2 separate regions of the Mus musculus genome follow, and region 1 is linked to region 2. Evidence: chromatin contacts called from public ChIA-PET data. All regions are on one chromosome and are shown on one strand. The core of a region is the stretch at or near the end of the contact, and the rest is flanking DNA. Distances in the headings are between cores, read along the strand shown.

What was found. ChIA-PET counts read pairs in DNA pulled down with a chosen protein or histone mark.
Region 1: a contact with region 2 is called in an SMC1A ChIA-PET map of the G1E-ER4 cell line, with 23 read pairs. The contact joins two enhancer-like sites. A contact is called at or near these places in 1 of 15 datasets of contacts at CTCF or cohesin (the G1E-ER4 cell line) and 2 of 484 Hi-C or Micro-C datasets (the G1E-ER4 cell line and adipose-derived mesenchymal stem cells).

Annotation. Positions count from the first base shown.
Region 1 is chr11:111,773,186-111,778,345 of GRCm38.p6, forward strand. No RefSeq gene overlaps it. Among named protein-coding and RNA genes, the nearest start is that of Gm30337, 27 kb to the right of the region's middle. Within about 2 kb of position 1,331, at least 7 of the 459 cell types and tissues checked have an H3K27ac peak or open chromatin away from gene starts, as enhancers often do. A contact at or near this core is called in the G1E-ER4 cell line and adipose-derived mesenchymal stem cells, where this site is marked.
Region 2 is chr11:111,684,143-111,689,373 of GRCm38.p6, forward strand. No RefSeq gene overlaps it. Among named protein-coding and RNA genes, the nearest start is that of Gm30219, 28 kb to the left of the region's middle. Within about 2 kb of position 3,744, at least 59 of the 459 cell types and tissues checked have an H3K27ac peak or open chromatin away from gene starts, as enhancers often do. A contact at or near this core is called in the G1E-ER4 cell line and adipose-derived mesenchymal stem cells, where this site is marked.

The sequences.
Region 1 (5,160 bases), core at 81-2,580, 87 kb after region 2:
CATTGCTTTTAGCATTTTTTTTAAGCCATCTTGGTAAAATCCCTGTTCTTCTGCTCTATAGCATTCATTATCAGGGATATATATCATATTTGGCTTCCTGGTTTTCCTTATCACACAAACAGTTCAGAATATATAGATTTATCCATTTCAAAAATGTTAAAACCATTCATACACAACTGTACTGGCTAGTTTTGTGTCAACTTGACACAGCTGGAGTTATCACAGAGAAAGGAGCTTAGGTTGAGGAAATGCCTCCATGAGATCCAACTGTAAGGCATTTTCTCAATTAGTGATCAAGGGGGAAAGGCCCCTTGTGGGTGGTACCATCTCTGGGCTGGTAGTTTTGGTTCTATAAGAGAGCAGGCTGAGCAAGCCAGGGGAGGCAAGCTAGTAAGGAACATCCCTCCATGGCCTCTGCATCGGCTCCTACTTTCTGACCTGCTTGAGTTCCAGTCCTGACTTCCTTGGTGATGAACAGCAGTATGGAAGTGTAAGCTGAATAAACCCTTTCCTCCCCAACTTGCTTCTTGGTCATGATGTTTGTGCAGGAATAGAAACCCTGACTAAGACCAATACCAATGTATCACCTTTATACTATTTTATTTACAAATAACTTTTATCTGTTTGGTAATGTTGGCAGCCACTTCTATTTCATATCTTCTTAAAATTATCCAAAGTCATTCTTGGAGTTTAAAAGAGGTATATAATTGTACAATCTCTTTTTTCTCCATTATAAAGCATTTTGACTCCCTTGTTACTGGGGTGCCATCCATCTATAGTATACACACTCTTGTTAACAGGTTTGTTTGGTGTTTTCTTATTGTTACTGTTGTTTTGACTATTGTTGTTGTTGTCCAAAATCACAAAATTCCAATGATACTACAACCAGAAAAATCACTCTTAAAGTGAAACCTGTGGGCAATCAGAAACAGCACTGATTCTCTTTTATATGTGCACATTTTGAGTTCTGGTTCCACGAAATAGGGTTTTGCAATGACAGAAAAGGTCCAGGCCTAGAAGGGAGGAATCTCAGATTTCTGGTTCTGAGAGGCACTGTGGATCACAGAGATTATGATGGCTATATATAGTTTCGAACTGCATCTGTATTTTCTCCTTAGTGACAATAACTGAGTGCCTTTCTTCCTATTGTTTATTGCTGTCTTTTAACCACAGGCCCTGAAAACATCAGTAGGCCAGTGTGTGTGTGTGTGTGTGTGTGTGTGTGTGTGTGTGTGTGTGTGTGAGTGTGTGTGTTTGAGATATACCTTATCTTTTAAACACACTGCATTTTAGAGAAAGGTTCTCCCTCTGGGTCAAGAGTTCACTGGCTGATAAGAAAACCTCAAGAGTCCTCCAGCCTCTATCTTCTTAACCCTGAAATTACAAGCACACACCATCATGCCTGATTTTTTTTCTTTTTTTACAAAAGTTTTGTGGATTGACACTTGAATCTCCATGCTTGCTCAAGGCAGCAAGAATTTCTTTAAGCATCTCGTCCCCAGACTCCTGATGTTTTTGGTATAAATTTTTCTGAAGCTCTTCAGCACACATCAGGATATTATTCCCTTTCACATAGTAATCATAAATTGTTAAGGATTTTTATGTGTTTATTATCTTTGCCAATGTTCATTACTTTCTAAATGATGGAGAATTTCTGTAGAGTAGACATATGTGTCTCCTTTATGCATGGTTGTAGCTCCAGATATCTGCTTCATGCTTTAACTATGTCATTTAATAGTGCCTTCAATAATCTGCACGGCCAGGGTTAAGTGCAGAATATAGAGTGGATCAGTCAAAGAATGCAGTAAAGAATGTTTTCTGGAACTTCAATAGTTCCCAAAGCAGTCAGGAGAAACCTCAACCTACGTCAGACTCTAATATTTATTAGGAACATAACCCTGATGTGGTCACTTTCACTTGGTTGCTGTTCAAGTGCAGTGGACCAAGATTGGAAATGACTAAATTTCATTCACATGGCTAGTCATGAAGGTGAAAAAGGAAATCAGAACCCTGGAGATAAAAGAATGGAAGCATGGAAATATTTCAGGACCCATTGTTTGATTTTTATCCCCTTACTAAGAAGTGAACCTGGGCCTGTGAGATCATTCAGTAGCCTCAGCAGGGAGTGATGCTTGCCCCCAAGCCTAAAAAACGAATTCAATCCCAAAGACCCCCATAGTAGAAAGAGAAGACTAACTCAAGAAAGTTGTCCTCTGACTACCACGTATGTGCAGGTATACACACATATTTGTTGTGGACACATAGTTGTCCTCTGACTGCTTATATGTGCAGGCATGTGCACACATATGGATAAATAAGCATAACAAAGTATGTTTACAGTGAATGCATTGCTGACTATGTTTCAAATAGATATTTAGATTATGCGACTATGATGAGGAAATAACATACATCAAAAATTATTTACTTACTAACTCTCAGGGAACTTGAGACTCTGTCACATAGTTGTAGCAATCACATCCCATTTTTTTTTTTATCAAATCTACATAAACTCAATAAAACTACCTTTGCATACTGAACAGATGTGGCATGTGACACAACATTCTTAAATGATTCAACCAACAGAAGGAACAACCCGGGAATAGGCCCTTGGAAGGAGCCTTAAAAGGCCAGAAGGTTGTCATTAATAGTGTGACAGGGCTGTGCATGAAGGAAGTGCACCTCGAACTATGTTCTTCCAGAAGGATTGCATTCCTGGGTAAGATGAGTGACTGCTAACACCAACTCAACACCAGCACTGTCATATCAAGCGTTCCAGAGCTCATTCATTCTCTCGGTTAGAAGCATGTTCTCTCAGCTAAACACAGCCACAGGGATCCTTCTGTATAAGGAAATCACAGTAATGTGCAACCAGGAGGTAAAAGTAAACACACCAAACAAAAACCAATCCAAACCAAACCAAACCAACCAACCAACCAACAAAAGGAATATTGGTTTACTGCTCTATAGAAAGATTTGGTTTGATTTTCCCAATAGTTTGTATAATTATGATTATATTTACATTATATATCCATTGCACAGACACACATATATATATACACATACATATATACATATATATGTGTATATATGCATATATGCGTGTATATATACATAAATGTATATATACACATAAATGTGTATATATATGTATATGATGTATATAAATGTGTGTATACATATATATGTATATGTGTATATGTATATATGTGTGTATGTGTGTATATATATATATATATATATATATATATATATATATATATATGCCTTGTGTCCTACCTATGTACCCATTTCCCGCACTCCTTGTCTCTGTGTACCATTACAGAGTCACATTTCTTTATATTTATTTGTATATTTTATTTATATGAGTACATTGTAGCTGTCTTCAGACACACCAGACTAGGACATCGGATCCCATTACAGATGGTTGTGAGCCACCATGCAGCTGCTAGGAATTGAACTCAGGACCTCTGGAAGAGCATTCAGTGCTCTTACTGGCTGAGCCATTTCTCCGGCCCCAGAGTCACACTTCTATTTTCATGTCATATATGCAATTAAAGGTTTTATGTATCTGTACAAAAATCTATGAACCGTAAGTAAAAGAAAACACAATATTCATCTTTCTGAGATTGATTGAATTTATTTAATATGAGCATCTCCAATTGGATCCATAACTTTGTACTTCATTCTGGCTAAAAAACGAAACTCTGTTGTTTGTAACCCACATTTTCTTTATTCATTCCTCTGTTGATGCTTGGTTCCACACCATAGCTGTTATAAATAGAGACACCTTAAACATGGATATACACGTGTTTCTTATATACTGGAGACCTTTGGATGTATAAGGAGCAGTAGTAAAACAAGACTAATATGCTAGATCTATGTTCAGTTTTTTGAGCAAGCTCCATATTGACTTCTGTAGAGGGTGGTTCCATCTGCATTATAACCTCACAGCATAAGGTAACTCCTGTCCACAGCTTATCAGCATTTGTTGTTACATATTTTCTTAATAACTGCTATTTTGAAATGTATCATTATCATAACTCCAGTGTAGAAGTGGTGTCCAGATTTCTGCTATGTTGCTAATTTTTGATATGAGACATTCTTATTAGAGTTGAGGGAATGTGCTTGTATCACTTAGGTGCACACACCAGAAGCCAGTGCAGGCTCAAGGTGAACACAGAGACTCGTGGTACCCCAAATGGCTCTCTATCTGACTTCAGCTCTCTTCCACTTCTTCAACTAGAAATATTGCTGAGGGCTTGTTAAACACACAAAAGCCATGGCTTTTGACCATCTTGCAAGCAAAAGAAACACCATTTTAAACTCCTTTGAAAACGTTCTCTTCTTTCACATTAAGAGGCTGCCACACGAACAGAACGTGCCATAAATAATGTGTGCTAACATTTTCCAAAAACTGGACATCAATTAACGTTAATTTATGAGAACACTTCTTGAGAGGAGCACAGTTCAGACTCATAACTACTGAAAAGGCTCATTAATAGAAATGTGTAGGGAGAGGGTTTTTTTCTTCTTCTAAAGGGAACATTAAAGTAAACACATATCATTGCAAGGAAGGCTCATGATTTATTGCAAACTCAGTGGAAAGGAGACTTTACGCTGTGTTTCCAGGGTGAATTTTGAGCAAAGGAATCAAGCAAACAAAATGAAATGAGGATATTCTCTTAGGAAAGGCATCCTGTGACAACCCAGACAAATGATAGCTAATACTTATATAATAAGTACTACATATCAGGTCAGGCACTATGCCAACATGATCTTGTGTGTGTCTCACCAAGAACACTGCCAGGGAAATTTGTTTTGCTGCCATATACAAAGTTAAAAATCAAGCCCCCCCCCCCCATGTTACTATGGGAACTAAGACCAAAAAAGTGTGTCATTCAGGTGGAAGTCCCATCTCCTGCCCACACTCTTTGATACATTACATAGTATCCATAGTAACCAGACAGAGGCATAAACAGCTCTAGATGGGCTTGTGCTATGCTTTGTGTTTTAGAATCTCTAAGTGGAAGTGGGGGTACTTTAGGCTTTAACCTGAGCCATGTATTTTTATGTACAACAGTTGATTCTGTAAATAGCTTCAAGTTTATGGAAATAATCTATTTCTACCTTTAAGTCTTCAACATGGCCACAAAATCACAA
Region 2 (5,231 bases), core at 2,494-4,993:
ACATGGTGTGGTTTTGTGTTAAACTCGCCAAGGAATCCAGAAACAAATTTTTCTTCCAGAATGTGTTGGTTTTATAATGCCGCAGAAAGAATGCACTGCCTACCACCTGAGTGAGGGAAAACAAACAGGTTTGTTGCTTCGAACCTGTGGAATTCAAAAGTCCCACAGTCAAGGAATTGGCCAAAATGTGTAGGGTCCAAAGTGGCAAAGAGGGACTCCACATCCTTGCTTTCACTATATTGTGGCACGTACCTGCAATTCTTGGTTTGTGGCTCACTCTCTAACAGTCCTCTCCTTACTCCACTTTTCAGTCTGTGTTTCTGTCATGCATATTTGCTTCTGGCTCTGCTTCTCTTGATCTGCCTCCACACACACACACACACACACACACACACACACACACACACACAAAGTGTGCTTCCAGTGACTCTGTGACTCTATTGGCCCACCAGATACCCCCAATAATATCATTTCGAAGCTTTCACCTAAGCACAAATGCAAAGTACCATTTGTTCATGTGAGCAGTGAGTTCCCACACCGTAGACAGAAGGGTGTGTACAACTGCCTATCAGACAAGGGAGGACAATTCTCAACAGTCCTCTTCATCCATCCATTAAAATACAAATATTTGCATCTAGTACTATAGCTGCATGAAAGAGAGCAACATCGTTTAAAAGAGTTTGTAAATATTATCCCAGACAGTGACAATATATGTAGTACTATAATGAAGAAAACTAAGCCTATTGACAAGAAAGCACACAGGTCTGGGAGAGCTGGCTCGGTGGTTAAAGGTGCTTGCCTCTCACAACCCGAGTTTGATCCCTAGGGACCCACTGGTGGAAGAGAATGAAGCAATTCTTGCAAGCTACGCTCTGATCTCCACTCACATGCTATGGCACGTGCATAGGCTCACCACATAAATAAATAAATAAATAAATAAATAATCATTACGTTTTTTAATAAAGAAAAATTAAAACACAGGATATGTATCATGGTAAACAACAATAATCTTACACTCTTGGGGGGTTTTTTGTTGTTTCTTTTTGTTATTTGTGTCTTTAATGAATTACAGTGGGTATTTTATGTTACTTTTATAACAATGAAATACATAAATGTTCTTTTAAAGAGAATAGAAGGTGGCTTGCTGAGAACTATACTTGCGATTTCATAATTTTACTATGCAAAGGAAACCGTTTTCTCTTATTAATATTACAATCGTGGCAGTAGACATAAATATGTTCTGTGTTTAATTTGTAAGACCAATAAAATTTACAATGTCTAAGGAGAATTATGAAGTCAGTCTGTAATACAATTTATTTCTTTTTTGAATAACACAGTAAATATTCACATAGAGGATTGAAACATTTTAATGTCAATTACAGAACTCAAACAAGTCTGTTGTAACTGCTACCAGAGATGAAAATAATCAAATGTTTTACAACAATCAGCTTATATCAAGAGCTGGTTCCTTTGGCTGAAAACATATGTTGATTACAGGTGACCGAGTACACCTTTGTTTTAATCAAATTGCAATAGACCAGGGATCTAGCAAATGTCTAGAGAAACCAGAAATGACAGCGTAAATTGAGTCCCAAGCTTTACCCTCAGACTACCTTTGAACATGTCGTTGATCTCAGCTCTGGCAAAGAAAGTCTCACCAAATGAATTCAATTTAATTTCTGTAATCTGTGAATTCATGGAGTGAATGCAGGTGAGGTTATTTGTTTTCAATGAGCCATTTAATATCATGGAGGGGTTTTGTAATTTCTAATTAATTTCTGCCCTCAGCTGGCCGATTGATTAATAACCCATGGGGAATGAGCCGCCAGCCACTTTCCCCTCCCAGGTAATTACTACCCAAGTAAGAACGCCACATTCAAAATCACTAAAACCGTATTAAACATCATTAAAGCCATATCAAGTGCGAGCAAATGATGATGGCAAGGAATGGTCCGACAAGTTCCAGTTCCTATTGATTAATTAGTAAAATTTATGTCACAAGCATTGCAAACCTATCTTTAAAAAAAATAATCGAGAAAAAGAGCTGTGATTTTTATTGAAGCTACTTCAACTATCCAAACAGATTTTTTTTTTCTTTTTGGTCAGCAGAATATAATATAAGCCTGTGCAAGAGGACTGCTATATTTAACTCAGACAAACACATAACAAATCACTATTCCGTAGTGCGAAGGCACACCTCACAGGCTCCGTTTTCTTCCTTTTTTTCCTTTCTCTCTCTCTCTCTCCCTCTTTTTTTTCTTTCCTGGGGCCTGGATATAAGACCACAGCCATCTAAATAATCCTCCAGAAATAAACCAATGAAATCGTGAGTCCTACAACAGACAGGGTATTATACCTGCTGCTGGTAAATGTTTCCATAGCCCCAACCACCTTTCCAGTAAAAATTTTGTCCCCAGGGGAAAGTCAGCAACTAAGATTTTTTTTTTAACTACTTTTCTGCAACAGAAAAGTTTGGGGCAATTGAACCTTTATGAATTTTAATATTTATGGCTATTATTTTACTTAAAGAATTACCCACCCATCAAGTTTATTGTGGAAATTTTACTACTGTATTACCATATATACATAAATAAAATTCTTCTGAAAATTTAGATGATTAACTATGAGACTTCTTCTTAATGAAGTAAATAAATTAAAAATGATTTTCTTTCCATAGATTATTTTTTATTTTCATATTTATTTCATGAGTATTTCAATTACATGAATATAGGAGGGTAAGAGTCCTTTGTAGAAAAAAAAATCGGTTAATTGCTTACAGAGTGAACCTGTATGGATTGTCAAGGTCCATTTAGATTAGACTCTTAGAGGTTGGACTGTTTGGACCTTGCTAAGCATGGTAGCATGGGCCTCTAATCCCAGCACTCAGATTCACACAGAAGGATTGCCTTGTCTTCAAAGTCAGTTTGAACAAAATGAACCACTAAACCTTGAGCATCAAACCTCAGCTTGTCTGTTTTACCCTTAATAAGAGTGTCTCCCCCTGTACTGCGGTAAGAGTGGAACCCAGAACCTTGCACATACTCAGCAAGTGCTAGGCCACTCAGCTGTGTCCAGTGATTATTTGCTTTTTGTTTTGAGACAGTTTCTTAGCTGCCTGGAATGTTTGTAAGCCACTCAACCAGGCAGACCCCGGATTATCACATCCTTCCTCTGTCGCCCAATGGTAATTATTTCTCAATAAACTTGCAACTCAAGAACAAATCTTCAGTAAAGATAGGATTTTTACTGCAGATTAAATTTGGCCTTTGATACTAGAGGCTCTGTTGTCACACATGAAAGACAGGGCATAGCGACAGTGAACTGTTTCCTGAAGTTTGGTAAGAATATAAATGTTACAATAGTTCAAAGGAAACATTATGGTAGCTGCCAAACTCTAAGATGCAGATGAACCCTTTACCTAACACAAAGGTCTGTGGAATCTGCTTAATAGCCATTTATGTTTGTATGTCAGAGGAATACATATGTATACATACATATATATATTTGTATGTATATATGTGCGTCATTGTTTATTTTTGAAACAACTTTAGAGAATTTGTTTTCTAAAGTGCCTAGAGCAAGCATAGGAACAATTACTGGGGAACAGAAAAACAGTAGACTCCGGCTAATGCCTGCTAATTTAACTATTTCCACCTAGCCAAACTCTGCTAAGCTCGATAACCCACAAACAGACTGAAGTTTACAGAACAAAATCCCTCACAGCAGCGCTTGCCTGTGTCTGATAAGCAGGGTATGAAATGTAGGGCTGAGCCCAGGCACCCAAGTTTTATGTCACAAAAAGACTAAGTAAGCCACAGAGGGAAAGATAAGATCTAAACGGCAAACAAGGGTGTGCCTTCCTGATTATTCAGAGTGGAGAGGAAACATTGTGTGTTAGGGAATTATGAACTGATCTCTGAACTTAATGAGCAAGCCTGCCATTCTAGACTGTGGCATGACTTTGGGAGGTCATAAAAAAATTACACTTCTCCTGGCTTTCTCCAGTGACTCTCACATGCAATTATTATGAAATGAGTTTTCTCTTACAAGGAAATGATTGTCTCTCAAAATCATCCTCCATAATAGTAACAAACAATATAAAGCTGGCGATCAAAAGGAAAATATGCTTTTAATCCCTAGTTATCCCAAGAAGCACGGTTTGAGGAAATGACTTAACTGTAGTTTTAAAATTGTATGTATTATCAGTGTGTGTGTGTGTGTGTGTGTGTGTGTGTGTGTGAGCATGCATATATGTTGTACACCAGTATACATGTAGAGGTCACAGGACAACCTTGTGGGGGTCAGTTTGCTGCTTCTACCTTCATGTGGTTGTGAAATTCAAGCTCAGCCTGCCAGACGTGCATGTGAGACATCTTGTTGGCACAATTACGTGTTTTTGTTGGAGATTTGTAATAGCTTGTGGGTCTGTGCATAGGGGAAGAACATGGCAGCAAAAGAGAAAAGCACGTATCCTAGCCTGAGCTGGTGTCTGTGGTGATGCATACACATTCCTCATAACAGTATCATGAGGTTTGGAATCTGATATTTTATATCAACAATGGTTGCTACATAGTTATCTCAGCTCCTTTGGGATTCATGTTCTTTCTCATCTGTAGGAACTGCTAAGAGTTGCCACAGCTTCCCTGGTGGTAGCACAGATGTTGTCTGGCAGACAGAGACAGAGGCTTACAGGACAGTCTCAAGAACGACCAGAGTCAACCTGAACAGACATATACAGATGCTTGGAATTCTCTCACTGTATTTTATAAAGATTTATTTTTACTTCTCTCTCTCTGTCTCTCTGTCTCTCAGTCTCTCTGTCTCTCTCTCTCTCTGTCTCTCTCTCAGTCTCTCTGTCTCTCTCTGTGTCTCTCTTTCTCTCTCTCTTTGTGTGTGTGTGTGTGTGTGTGTGTGTGTGTGTGTGTGTGTGTGTGTGTGTGTGTGTGTGTAAGAGAGGGGACATATGTACAATGCCCTTGAAGGCCAGAAGAAGGCATTAGATCCCCTGGAACTAAAGTTACAGGTGGTTGCCAGCCTCTGTGTAGGTGTAAAGAATCAAACTAGGGTCTTCTGCAAAAGCAATAAGCACTCTTAACCCCTCACCATTACTTTTAAGTCCCTGTCACTATTTATTAATTTGATGGTAGATGTGTCCTCATCTGAATTATGCAAATACAGGTGGAAGTTTTCTATGCAGTTGCACAGAGAGTTCTTTGCATTGTAATTAGGCT